3 separate regions of the Mus musculus genome follow, and regions 1 and 2 are each linked to region 3. Evidence: chromatin contacts called from public Hi-C and promoter capture Hi-C data. All regions are on one chromosome and are shown on one strand. Each heading gives the region's core, a stretch centred on a gene start, on an enhancer-like site or on the middle of the called end of the contact. The rest is flanking DNA. Distances are from core to core; before and after follow the strand shown. Region 1 overlaps Grap2 (GRB2-related adaptor protein 2). Region 2 overlaps Tnrc6b (trinucleotide repeat containing 6b). Region 3 overlaps Tnrc6b (trinucleotide repeat containing 6b).

The links. Hi-C and Micro-C count contacts between places; a contact is called where the count stands out from the background. Capture Hi-C pulls out chosen DNA fragments and counts their contacts.
Region 1: a Hi-C map of B cells shows a contact between it and region 3, with 1.6 times the contacts expected there. The contact joins two enhancer-like sites. A contact is called at or near these places in 2 of 39 promoter capture datasets (hippocampal neurons and liver), 7 of 484 Hi-C or Micro-C datasets (B cells, the N1E-115 cell line, Th1 cells and 3 more), 4 of 115 datasets of contacts at active chromatin or transcription factors (CD8 T cells, the SCID.adh cell line, effector CD8 T cells and 1 more) and 1 of 9 other capture datasets (adipose tissue).
Region 2: a promoter capture Hi-C map of adipose tissue shows a contact between it and region 3. The contact joins two enhancer-like sites. A contact is called at or near these places in 1 of 15 datasets of contacts at CTCF or cohesin (the NIH/3T3 cell line), 2 of 484 Hi-C or Micro-C datasets (bone marrow-derived macrophages and nephron progenitors), 11 of 115 datasets of contacts at active chromatin or transcription factors (the SCID.adh cell line, bone marrow-derived macrophages, embryonic forebrain and 6 more) and 3 of 9 other capture datasets (adipose tissue, liver and pancreatic islet).

What each region holds. Positions count from the first base shown.
Region 1 is chr15:80,624,305-80,628,329 of GRCm38.p6, reverse strand. The region is part of intron 2 of Grap2 (GRB2-related adaptor protein 2); the gene reads right to left. Among named protein-coding and RNA genes, the nearest start is that of Mir6957, 20 kb to the left of the region's middle. Within about 2 kb of position 1,594, at least 2 of the 459 cell types and tissues checked have an H3K27ac peak or open chromatin away from gene starts, as enhancers often do. A contact at or near this core is called in B cells, where this site is marked.
Region 2 is chr15:80,914,407-80,918,219 of GRCm38.p6, reverse strand. Tnrc6b (trinucleotide repeat containing 6b) reads right to left here. Exons shown (of 25, transcript NM_144812.3): 19 at 1,360-1,536; 20 at 123-269. Among named protein-coding and RNA genes, the nearest start is that of Mir5113, 24 kb to the left of the region's middle. Within about 2 kb of position 2,174, at least 33 of the 459 cell types and tissues checked have an H3K27ac peak or open chromatin away from gene starts, as enhancers often do. A contact at or near this core is called in adipose tissue, where this site is marked.
Region 3 is chr15:80,783,025-80,786,987 of GRCm38.p6, reverse strand. It overlaps Tnrc6b (trinucleotide repeat containing 6b), which reads right to left. Exons shown (of 25, transcript NM_144812.3): 4 at 2,182-2,249. Among named protein-coding and RNA genes, the nearest start is that of Tnrc6b, 74 kb to the right of the region's middle. Within about 2 kb of position 2,142, at least 62 of the 459 cell types and tissues checked have an H3K27ac peak or open chromatin away from gene starts, as enhancers often do. A contact at or near this core is called in B cells and adipose tissue, where this site is marked.

The DNA of each region.
Region 1 (4,025 bases), core at 345-2,844, 160 kb after region 3:
GCTCACACTGATGCTCACACTGAGGCTCACACTGAGGCTCACACTGAGGCTCACACTGAGGCTCACACTGAGGTTGGCACTGAGACTGGCACTGATGAGGCTCATACTGAGGCTCACACTGAGGCTCACACTGATGCTCACATTTAGGCTCACACTGAGGCTCACACTGATGAGGCTCACACTGAAGCTCACACTGAGGCTCACACTGAGGCTCACACTGAGGCTGGCACTGAGACTGGCACTGATGAGGCTCACACTGAGGCTCACACTGAGGCTCACACTGAGGCTGGCACTGAGACTGGCACTGATGAGGCTCACACTGAGGCTCACACTGAGGCTCACACTGAGTCTGGCACTGATGAGGCTCACACTGAGGCTCACACTGAGGCTGGCACTGAGGTTCACACTGGCAGGTGCCTAGGCCCAGGCTACACAGCTCACAGGCTGGGAACTGAATCCATATTCATGGGGTGACAAAGCCTGTGTTCCTTTGTTCTAGCATCACACTTTTTCTTTTTCTAATGGAGAATGTCTTCCCTTGGGGGACTTAGGGAAAGAAATATATATAGAACAGAGATAGTACATAAGGAACAGAGAGCGCTCCATGCAGGCCCTGGCCCAGTCACTGTCTCTGCGTGATTTTGACAGGTTGTTTAATCCCTCAGCCTCCGTTTCACTCTCAACCTCCTAGGTTTGCTGAGATGCCACAATAGTACCTGTATCCCCTGTGCCAGTCTTGGCTCGCAATAGAAACTCAGCTGGTGGCAGTCCTGACCACCAGGATTTGGCAAGAGAGGTATCTAGCAACTGAACTTTGATGGTACATCTATTACAGACAGAAGAATAACTTGGATGGAAGTTGGGTTGGGTGGGTCTAGGGGGATGTGTGAGCCTGATGGCAGGAGATAACATCCGGCAGACAACTGGTTCTGGGGTTCAAGGCAGGGGTTAGTGAGGGAGAAAGGTACAGAGTGGGCTATCTTTAGCACAGAGTCAGAGAAGAGGGTGAGGTGATTCAGAGCAAAGAGAATCAGAAGAAGGCCAAGGACATAGCTTCAGGGGAGTGGATATATCAGATTAGAGAGAGGACAGGCACACTCACAAACAAGACCTGGAGGAGAGGTTGAGGGGAGAGAGAACAAGACAGGGGTGCCATCGAGCAAGGGGAAAGAGCCCCAGCGAGGGGCAGCCAATAGAGTCTCCGATTTGTCTTCTAGAAAAGTCCTTCTGGGACCAGTGTGTGGAATGATTGAAGGAGGAAAAGACAAGAGGCAATGACTTCAGTCAAGGGGCTGCCAGCCAGTCACCTGAGAGACCAGGAGATGGGGAAGGCACATAGTTGTCTTGGTAGAACATTCAACTCACATGAAGGAGGTTGTAGCACGTGCTGGGGAGTTTTTGTTAACTTGACACCAGCTAGAGTCATCTAGGAAGAGGACTGTAAACTGGAATCAGATTGGCCCCTAGGCAAGTCCGTGAGACAGTTTCTTGATTAATGATGGAGTGGGAGGGCCCAGCCCACTGTGGGTGGTACCATCCCTAGGCAGGTGGGCTCTATAACTAAAGTAGCAGAGTCAGCCAAGAGTCCTAAAGCAGCGAAAGCAGTTCCTCTTGTGGTCTTTGTTTCAGTTCCTGCCTCCAGATTCCTGCCTTGAGTTCCTGCCCTGACCTCCCTCAGTGATGGACTTTGATGTGCAAGTGTAAGTCAAACAAAACCCTCCCCTCCCCAAGTTGCTATCCCAGCAACACGAAACAAACCAGGACACAAAATAAAAGGCAGACTTCAAAGGGCCGTGGAGCCAAGAGGGGAAGTGGATGGCTCTGGCACCGGGCGCAGAGAACTGCTTCCTTTTGAGCAAAAGGGACAGGAAATCAATAAGGAGCCAGCCTGGGGAACAGGGCTGAGGGAACACTCATTTGCTTGCTTTTCCTTTCGCTCTTCTGGATAACATAAGGTAACAGGGGAGCTTACGCAAGGCATTAGGTCTGTGTGTGATGAACACCGGGGCAGGAGCTCGGCTGAGCAGGGGGTGCTTCTGTGTGTTGGTATCTGAATGGTCACGGTGCCCCAGAGAGGAGGGAGGAGAGACTTACCTTCACATGACAAGGGTCTCTGTGACCTCAATAAGGATCTGAAGATGCGAAGGCCACCATTTCCTCAACTGGTGGTCTAACCTATTTGAGCTTATAAAACTTCAAACTTGGGACACTGTGGGGTCAACCATAGCATGAGGTCTTTCAAGCTGAAACCGGTTAGAAAGCTATTCACTGTGTGTGTGTGTGTGTGTGTGTGTGTGTGTGTGTGTGTGTGTGTGTGTTTAAATGGCAAATGAAGCCGTTCTGTTCTACACGCATGTGTTCTGCAGACACTTTTCCAGGTTGCCCTCTGACACCCCAACAAGGGCCTTTGTATGGCCCACAGTTCTCTGTGGCAAGATACAACAGTGGCCTTGGTGACTCAGACCTGTGAGAGGACCACCTGGACAACTGAGCACAAAGCTGAGGTATGCTCTCGGAGGGTGCCCTGAGGTCACATAGGTGTACACTGCCACCACATACTCCTGAATGTCCTGTGGACGGGCTGTTATATCCTTTGCAAATCACAAGGGCTAACTTTGGAGTATGTAGATGGATACCTGGAATATGGGAGAAGTCCAAGGCTACTTCGGCTCCGCCAGTGGCCACTACAACCCAAGTGGGGCCCGGAAACAAGTTTTAAGGAGCCCCTTAGTGGCTGGGGATGCATGAGCTCCATCGAGCCACCCTGGGTCTGCTGCCTCTCCCTGGCGGCCTCCACCTGCACCTTTTCCATCTGAAGCCTGGCCTTGCATTTCTTTGACTTTGCTGTTTCCTGATGTTCCCACTGCCACACTTGCACTTGGCCCACCTTTCAGGGTGGGATCCCATGTTCCCCCATGCATGCTCCTGAGCACCAAGCTGAGAGTGTCTACGATAGCCCGTCAGAGGCGTGTGCTGCTCACTCCGTGCCACAGGTTGGAGAAAGAGGGTGACTTATGGCAGCTCTGAATTTCTGTTGCCCAACCTGGTGTCCAGCACATAGGTGCTCAGAAGGAACAATCTGGAGGGATGTGGGCTTCTCTTTTTATGGAACTACACTGGGCTGTGCTCAGAGCCAGGCTCCTTTAAGGATGAATCCTCTGGGGCTGGGAGGGGGCTCAGGCAGTAAACAGCCCACCATGCAAGCACAAGGTCTTGAATTCAGATCTCTGGTTATGGAGGCATGAGTCTAGGCACAGGGGAGGTAGAGACAGGCTGGTCACTGGAGCTCACTGGTCAGCCTGCCTAAGTCAAATTAGTGAGCTCCAGGTTCAGTGGGAGATAGTGCTTCAAAAAATTATGGTGGAAAATGTTATATAGTGTGGTGAGGGGGCGCCATTGTGGGCTCATGCCAAGACATGCCCCTGAGTAATTACACTATGCAACAGATATGATATAAAGGGGGCTTGCTGGGGGAAGGGAGAGTAGCGATGACTTCAGGAAAGGAGTAGAGGCAGCAAAGGAGCCATGAGGGTGGGGGGTGGGGTAGGGGTGGGGGGCTGAGTGGAGTGGAGGGCAGAGAGGGAGAGAACTGGGGAGAGACAATACCAAGAACAGAAAGTGAGCTGGGGTGGTGGGCAGTCCTTTTTATAATTGACACACACTTGGCACACCTGGTGGTAGTCAGCAGGTAATGACAGTAGGTGACATAAGCTGTTGCTAGGTCCCTGAGAGAAGCCTAGTGGAATTGCCTGTAAGCTAACAGAAGACGCCTGATATAAACTTCTGGACTCTACCCTTATGTGCATACACGTACATGGGCATGCATACACATGTGCACATGTACACATATGTATGTGCATATACATCTGCAAACACATGAGCATGTATACACACACACACACACTCTCTCTCTCTCTCTCTCTCTCTCTCTTGTTTGCCCAACTAGGGAGCTATTATGATGAGGGATGAGGGATGGAACACTTGTATCCACCCTTTAGCAAAGGCCTGTTCCTCTGCATGTCTTC
Region 2 (3,813 bases), core at 925-3,424, 130 kb before region 3:
AAAAAAAAACATGCTTCTATTTTCTGCTTAAATTATCAGGTACTACAAATAGAAACAAGGCCACAGGCGAATAACTATGAAAATGCTGGGTAGTATTCATGCAGCCTGCAGCCCTCACTTACCTGTGGTGTTATCCCGCAGCAGTTGGTGGTCAGTATCTACAATGGGAGATGTGGTTGTACCCCCTAGCACACTTCCTGGGGTGACATAGGGGTCAGATTCAGGGTCAATATTTTGGATACCTTTCCATGGCACTCCTGGTTGGAATTCTGTGATAAGAAGAAATGATAGGGATAGGAGAGTGTTAAAAACAACTTAAACATTTCCTATTTTATTATTATGTTAAAATAACTGTTTAGTAGGAAAAAAAAAACCATGGTCCCATGAAAAGTTTAAACAATGAAATCTACTATGCATCAGATTTTCATCACGAAATAAAATTTACCATGAACAAACACTCTTGTCAGTAGCCTGTCTATTAGCATACTGTCTGTTCATTTACTTGTATGTGTGCACTGGATCATACATTGCTCCATACATGATATTAGAGGAAGCCAGGTTGTAAGGAAAAGTAGGTATGGCCTAAGGAAGCAAGGCCATAATAAAATGAAATATAATAAGTGACCATTATTTCTCAGTCTGTCTGGGGATAGTTGGGAATAATTTAACTGCTCGTGAGAAAACCTAGACTATATATGAAGGCTTATCCTGTGTTTACTGATTGGTTGAAGCTATATTTAAAGCTACATGTAATATTAACCTCTAATTGTGTTGAGAAGATTGTATTATATGTATAATTGTATTATATGAACAAGAGGCATTATTTCATTTCACTCTAATAAAATGTAGTTATATACATTTATGTCAGAATTATATGTGAAGAGAAGGATAATTACTGACTTTTATTAAATTTTCTATAATGAAAACAGAATACAGAGACAGAGGGAGGGGACAGAGGAAGGAGAGAGCAAGGAAGGGAGAACGAGAGAGAGATGAATCTTACCAAACTCATCACTGTACCTGGGGAGATAGATAAACGACAGATCTGACTAATGAGCGTGTCAATCAATTCAATGCCACTTTAAAAGAGCTAATCTTCCAAGGAACTCTACATACAGGATAAATGCCAAAGCCTAGCTACAAGGCCACCTCCTTTCTCCTTAACTCCCATTTCTTGAAGAACTTTACTTTTCTCGTGGCACACGTTTCAAGGTTCAGGCCTTACCTTTATCAGACAATAACTACTAAATGCAGAAAAGAAAGCATGGGCCTTCCTCAGTACAGTGAGCTGTACAAGAGGTGTGTTCAGAGCCTGAATGTCATTGAACTATTCTAGGAAAGGCAGTTTATGAACAATACCTGGAGGCCAACTGGCATTGCTGGATTTACTTCCGATTTTATTAGTCGGTGGAGATTTGGCAGGTAACCAGCTATCACCAGCAGGACCCGTATGGCCACCCAGTGTGTCACCTGGGATTATATCAAACTGGTTGTATGGTGAACCTCCTCGGGTCTTACCAGGGGCCACTATAGCGCCTGAGAAAAGAAAGAAATAATTGACTAAGAGAGAGCGCCAGGGGTAGAGAGTTGGCTCAGAAGTTCAGACCACTGGCTGTTTTTCAGAGGGCCCAGGTTTGATTCCAACACCTACATGGCAGCTTCCAGCTGTCTGAAACACCAGTTCCAGGGGGTCTGATGCCCTCTTATGACCTGTGTTGGGAATAGGCATGCACATGTGCACAGACATACAAGCAAACTAAAAACCACCCACCCACACAGGAATAAAGAACTTTGGGCAACCATTAATAAAAGCACGGCCGTGATGACTCGGCTCACCTCTCTGAGCTTCTCCATTTCTCACCTAAGCCCACACGAGTGTTCTCATTCTAGAAAAGCCCTTTCAATCTGAAATTCTATAGTCCTATAAAACCAGTGAAACATATACAAAAGTACAAAGCACAGTATCTAAGAGATTTCTAAGCTAATTATTCAAAAGTAAAAAATGAGAAGAACTGAACAAATTTAGAGTCTTGGACAGTTTTAAGTGATCTTTCTATTGATGCTTCTTAACCCAGCTCTTAAAGGCTGGTTGAGCTTGGGTTATCTGGAATTGGCAGTGTGCAGAGTCCACTGGAGAGAAAGCCATCTACAACTGCTTTAAATTCCAAGGCAATGAAGTGGAATTCCTGCACAAGGTCTTTGCCAGCACGCCAGCAATGAACTGCATTTCTGAGCCCAGGGCCTCACATACAGAAAAGAGAAAATCCTCTGTCACTGTGTTCCCAAGGGTATTCCTGTGGCTTTGTTAGTAGCTCCTTGAAGCATTTTCATGGAGGAAAAGTTGAAAGCTTAACGTTCATTAAGTAAAAAATAGCCATAATTTTTTTACTTTAATTTGAGCATAGTCTTAGAGTGGTGAATCATGAGCACATAGAATGATTTTCAGGATAATAAAATGCTTATATAAATACTGAGTAAGCAATCTGTTTGGTTTAGACTAAGGGAATATTATTAGTGTCTCCATCCTCTAAGAGGACATTTGCTTTTCTGTGGACAGTGTGGCTCACACCCTGAGGTACAGCACAGTGAGGTAGTGCAGAATGAAATGCTCAATTATCTTGGGGATTGACTGCCAAGGAAATGGGAAAACATGATCTACATTTTCTGATAAGGAAAGAGGATACTGTACTGAGGTATCTTTTAGCATGCCATTTTATTTATATTTATTATCCAGACCTGGCAAATCACTAGCCTGAGGAAGTTATTAAAGTGCCCAGAGCTATGGATGACCCAAGACTAGGGTTACTCAGTCCATAAAACAGCCTTTATAATTTCAGTAAATTATTCTTGATTTTGATCATGCTTAATGGGACAGGCAGAGAGCTCTGGGTGGCTTCTTTCCCAGTCTCTGCATGGGGGTTATTAAAGAAGTTTTATAATGGGCTTATTAAAGAGGGTTTATAACAGAAACCTGAATGAGCTGGCTGGGTTAAGACTGCTGAGGCTCTGCAGCAGGAACACCAGACACTTATCTATATTGATTCTCATGGAGACAACTCTGAATCCAAATGAAATATTGACAAATGAAACAAGCATTGCATTGAAGGCTGGAAGAAGGTCTAGACTTCTTATCTGTTTTCTAGGGAAATGAAGAAGCTCTGAAAGGAAATGATGGACAGGCAAGGCTAATCCAGTATGACTCAGATGCTGTCTGGAGGGACACTAACTCACAGAGAACAAGGGGCTCTGAACAAAGTTTAAACCTTAAGAATTCTCATCTATGCCGGGCATGGTGGCACATGCCTTTAATCCCAGCACTTGGGAGGCAGAGGCAGGCAGATTTCTGAGTTCGAGGCCATCCTGGTCTACAGAGTGAGTTCCAGGACAGCCAGGGCTATACAGAGAAACCCTGTCTCGAAAAAACAAAAACAAAAAACAAACAAAAAAAGAATTCTCATCTACTAGCAATCTTTTGAAGCTTAGGGAATCTTTCTTCTTTTTCTGAGACAGGGTTTCACTACATCTTCCAATACAACCTTGAACTAAGTATAGCTTATGCTGGTTTTTAACTTGCATGTACAACAATACCCAGGTCAGGGCAGGAGTTTTCAAAAATCTGATACTGATCTCTGAGCTCCCAAAAAGCACAGAGCCAAGAATTTGAGATTAGCACGGACCACAAATTCTCAGCTAACCAAACCAACCAACACCTCAGCAAGAGGATTCTGTTCTCTCTCTCTCTTTTTTTTTGTTTTTTGTTTTTTTGAGACAGGGTTTCTCTGTGTAGCCCTGGCTGTCCTGGAACTCACTTTG
Region 3 (3,963 bases), core at 893-3,392:
AAACAAACAAAGGTAGGGACTATAGTGCTCACCTAACAAGTGGAAGACCCTTGATTCCATCCTTAGCACCGAACCAAACCACACACAAAGCTTCAAGGTTTAGAGGGCTTCTAGAGAATGGTAAAGATATCACATAAGATACTCAAGTTTAATGTGCTGTTGGAAATTCTCTAAAAGCAGACACACATGTGCATAATCTATTCCTCAAGGATTCCTGACCACTGGAAGAAGCCAGCTCAGGACAGGTTACAATTACCAAAGAGGCCTTTGAAGACAAAGACAGATTTGTTTAGGACATGGACACTAGACCTCTAAAGAACAGAACTTTCCTTAGTATCCTGGAAGAAGTCTTCGTGCCCTTTCACTGTTTTTTTTTTTTCCCCCAACTTCCTATTCTTCATAAAGCCTTGGCCTTGACTTCTGTTACTGTGTTAACCACAGTCCCTTCAGGAGCACTGCTCAGGGACAGCTCAAGAACTGATAGAATAATACTATAAGCACCTTACTGTCAGCAAGATCTGGGACTAAATCTTAAATTCCACTTTGAGTTGTACTGACACAGGTAGATCTTTGACTAAAATAGAGACAATATACTCCAAGTGGAAATGACACTAGAGCTGGAGAGATGGCTCAGCGGTAAAGAGCCCCGACTGTTCTTCCGGAGGATAAAAGTTTGATTCCCAGCATCCACAGAGCAGCTCACAACCATGTGTAACTCTGGTTGCAGGGAATCTGATACCCTCTTCTGGCCTCTGTGGGTATCAAGCATACATGTGGTGCACAGACATACATGCAGGCAAAACACCCATACATATAAAATAAGTACATCTTTAAAGAAAAAACAAAAAACAAAAACAAAACAAAAAAACTGAGCCAGTAAGATGACATATATCTACTGTGACTACAGAAAGCCCTTGACAAATGGAGCTGTGATTTTTATAGGACAATATTGTGGGGTAGAAGGGTTGGGTGGGAACCATAGAGAAAACCATCTGAAGTATTTCTACTCTCTCTTCACGGAACCAAATAGGTGTCTGGCATTCTAATTCCCTAAAGAGGAATTGATGCCACCAGCTCATCTAAACTGAAAGTGCAGTAGACAGAATAGAGCAAAGTTAGGATTATACTGTGAGCTATTTTTAAAACTGTTAGCTTAGCAAATTAAAGGGCTGTGAAGATCTCCTGGTTTCCATTCACAACAAACACAAGACAAGGCACTCCCCTTTAATGAATCTGGCCTCCTGGCAGCAGTCTATTCTGCATAATTCATTCCTCAGGGTTTAGGAAACATCATTTTCTTAAGATCCACCAAAATAAACTATTTTCTAGGAAAAAAAAGAGGGAGACGGACAAAGAAGAGGAGTTTTCTTTACAGATTTTGGTAAATCTCATGAATCACCATCCCATTCAATTTAGGAAACTACTGTCTAAACGAAGCCTGGAGTGAGAGTGACATCAGTGCTTTAAGTCCAGCGTAAGTGCTTTTCCTTTAAAAGGGCACATGAAAAACCAGTCTGCTCTGAAACACCATTTTCTCAATTCTATGACAGATTAAGGGAAAATACGATCTATTTACAGCCACTAAAAAGCTATACCAAAGGTCCCATATTGAAGTTTAAAGCCAGCCGCTTTTTCAGAAGTGGGAAGAGATAAATCCTGAATTACTAAGAATGTTGGCTAAGTTATAATATTTTTAGCCTCTGTTTCATCAGATAAGAACTTCATTTTAATAGTGATCAGAAGTTTCAATTATCACTGGAATTGAATTTCAGGAAGTAGTATGCAGACAAATCCACACTCGGAGTGAGCACCACTCCGAGTGTGCAGACAGCCCATTAATCGAGCCTCCTTCATGAAGACATTGCTCGGGAAAGGAAGCACCATCTCATACTTTCTTTGGAAAACACCCAAACTTAATTAGTTCAATTTGGAACATCCTGAGCCGTAAAGCCTTTGCTTAAGCATAACATAAACTTTGATTAGCCAAGTGTGAAAAACAACAAAGCCAACTTTCTTGTCCCTCTACTTAATCTATAAATAGAAGTAATGCATCAACAAAGCAACTGGTATGCGCTGCAGGATCTCCGCCGTCTACACAGCCCAGCCACCGTGCTCTCAGCACACTGAACCAACTGCTTCTGGGGATCTGTAACAGGACCCTTTTAATAAACTGTGACTCACTGTTTGCTTTCTTCTCCAGGAGGTGGAGTCTTGCCATGCCCTTCCATTACAAAATCCTCCTGTTCCACCTGCAAAGGCAAGCACCACAGGTCAGCGTAGTCAATACCATGATGTGACTTACTCCAGGGCCAGGCCCTGCCTGTGCACACCCACAGGGTGTCACTACAGCATCTAGAAGTTGAGACTTTCATTTTCTAGGTTTGCTCACGGCACTTCTCCTTCGGTGGATAGGTTTACAGGATGAAAAAGAAGATCAGCAACTCATGCAACTGTGACAAAGGACTAGCATCTAGAACATAAAAGACTAAGAACCAATGAGAAAATATCAGCCCGTGAAAAACCTGCCACTGAAGAGAACACATATATGGTCCTTAAACACATGAAAAGCTGCTTAATTTCATGTCAGTCAGAAAAATGCAAATTAAAACCATAAAGAGATAGCATTTCACAACCTACAGATTGGGTAAAATGACAGAGCCATCAACCTGGAGTGAGGAGCATGGCAGCTCTCTACTCCTAGTGGGAGGGAAAACTGGTACAACAACTTTGAGAAAGTTTGTCCTCACTTGGTACATTTGAATACAGACTTACCTCACAAACTTCAAATACATTTCTAGGTATGTGCTCAAAAGTCTCCTCTCTCCCCTCTCCCCTCTCTCTCAGTGAGTGGGATGTGAAGTAAATAAGTAAAAGAATTAAATTTTTAAAAAAGGCATGAACCACCAACATCCAGCAGAACAGTAACATTTTTAACACAAGAAAATACAAAAAGGAATATCACTGACAACAGAATAAATAGGTTAAGACACTTTTAGCTAAGTTACAAAAATCTAACCTTTGTTGAAAGAATACCTTCATTCCTTGGTATCTATAGAGGACTGACTCCAGGACTCTTAAGGATACCAAAATCCGAGGCGGTGCAGTACAAAGTAGTGCAGAATTCACACACAGCCTATGCTAGATAACACAGTTTGTATCACTGGGCCCAGAATGTATTTTTTACTTTAACATATTATTTATATATATATACATATATTCATGTATGTACATAAATACATGGGGAGGGCAGAGGACAGACAATCTGTGGGAGTTGGTTATCTCCTTCTACCATGTGGGTCATGGGAATTGAACTCAGGTGGTCAGCCTTGTTAACAAGAGTTTTTACCCAGTGAGACATATCACTAGACCAAAATGTTTTTGTTTGGAATAGGATCTCATGCAGTCCTGGCTAGAACTGAACTTGCTATTATGGACTTGAGGTTGGCCTAGAACTTTTAATCTTCCTGTTCTTACCACTCAAGTGCTGGGATAACATGCAGCCCCTATGCCCAGCACTAGATTTCTTTTAACATCTAATACAAAATGAATGCTATGTGAATTGCTGTCATAGTGCATTGTTTATGGGATAACCAAACAGCTGTATGTGCTCAGTGTAAGGACAATGCTTTCTAGTATTTTTTTCTTAACACAAAGAGTAGAATTCAGTAGCTCATCCTTGGTAGACAAGAATTCTATGACTGAGCTAGAGCCTGTACCTACTTCCCCTGACCTCAAGGATTTTCTAGCTCTCCGTGGTTGAGTGTTTTGGGTGAGGAACTTATACAGGGTGGATGGTCTAAACAAATAGGCTATGACTTTACTTATGAATATGTACAAACACATATGTATATACAAACTCTTGCTATAGTAGTCCAGGTTGGCTTCAAACTCACAGTCCTCCTTCCTCAGCCTATATACAATTATTTAAGGATTTATTTTTACTTTATGTGTATAGGTGCTGTG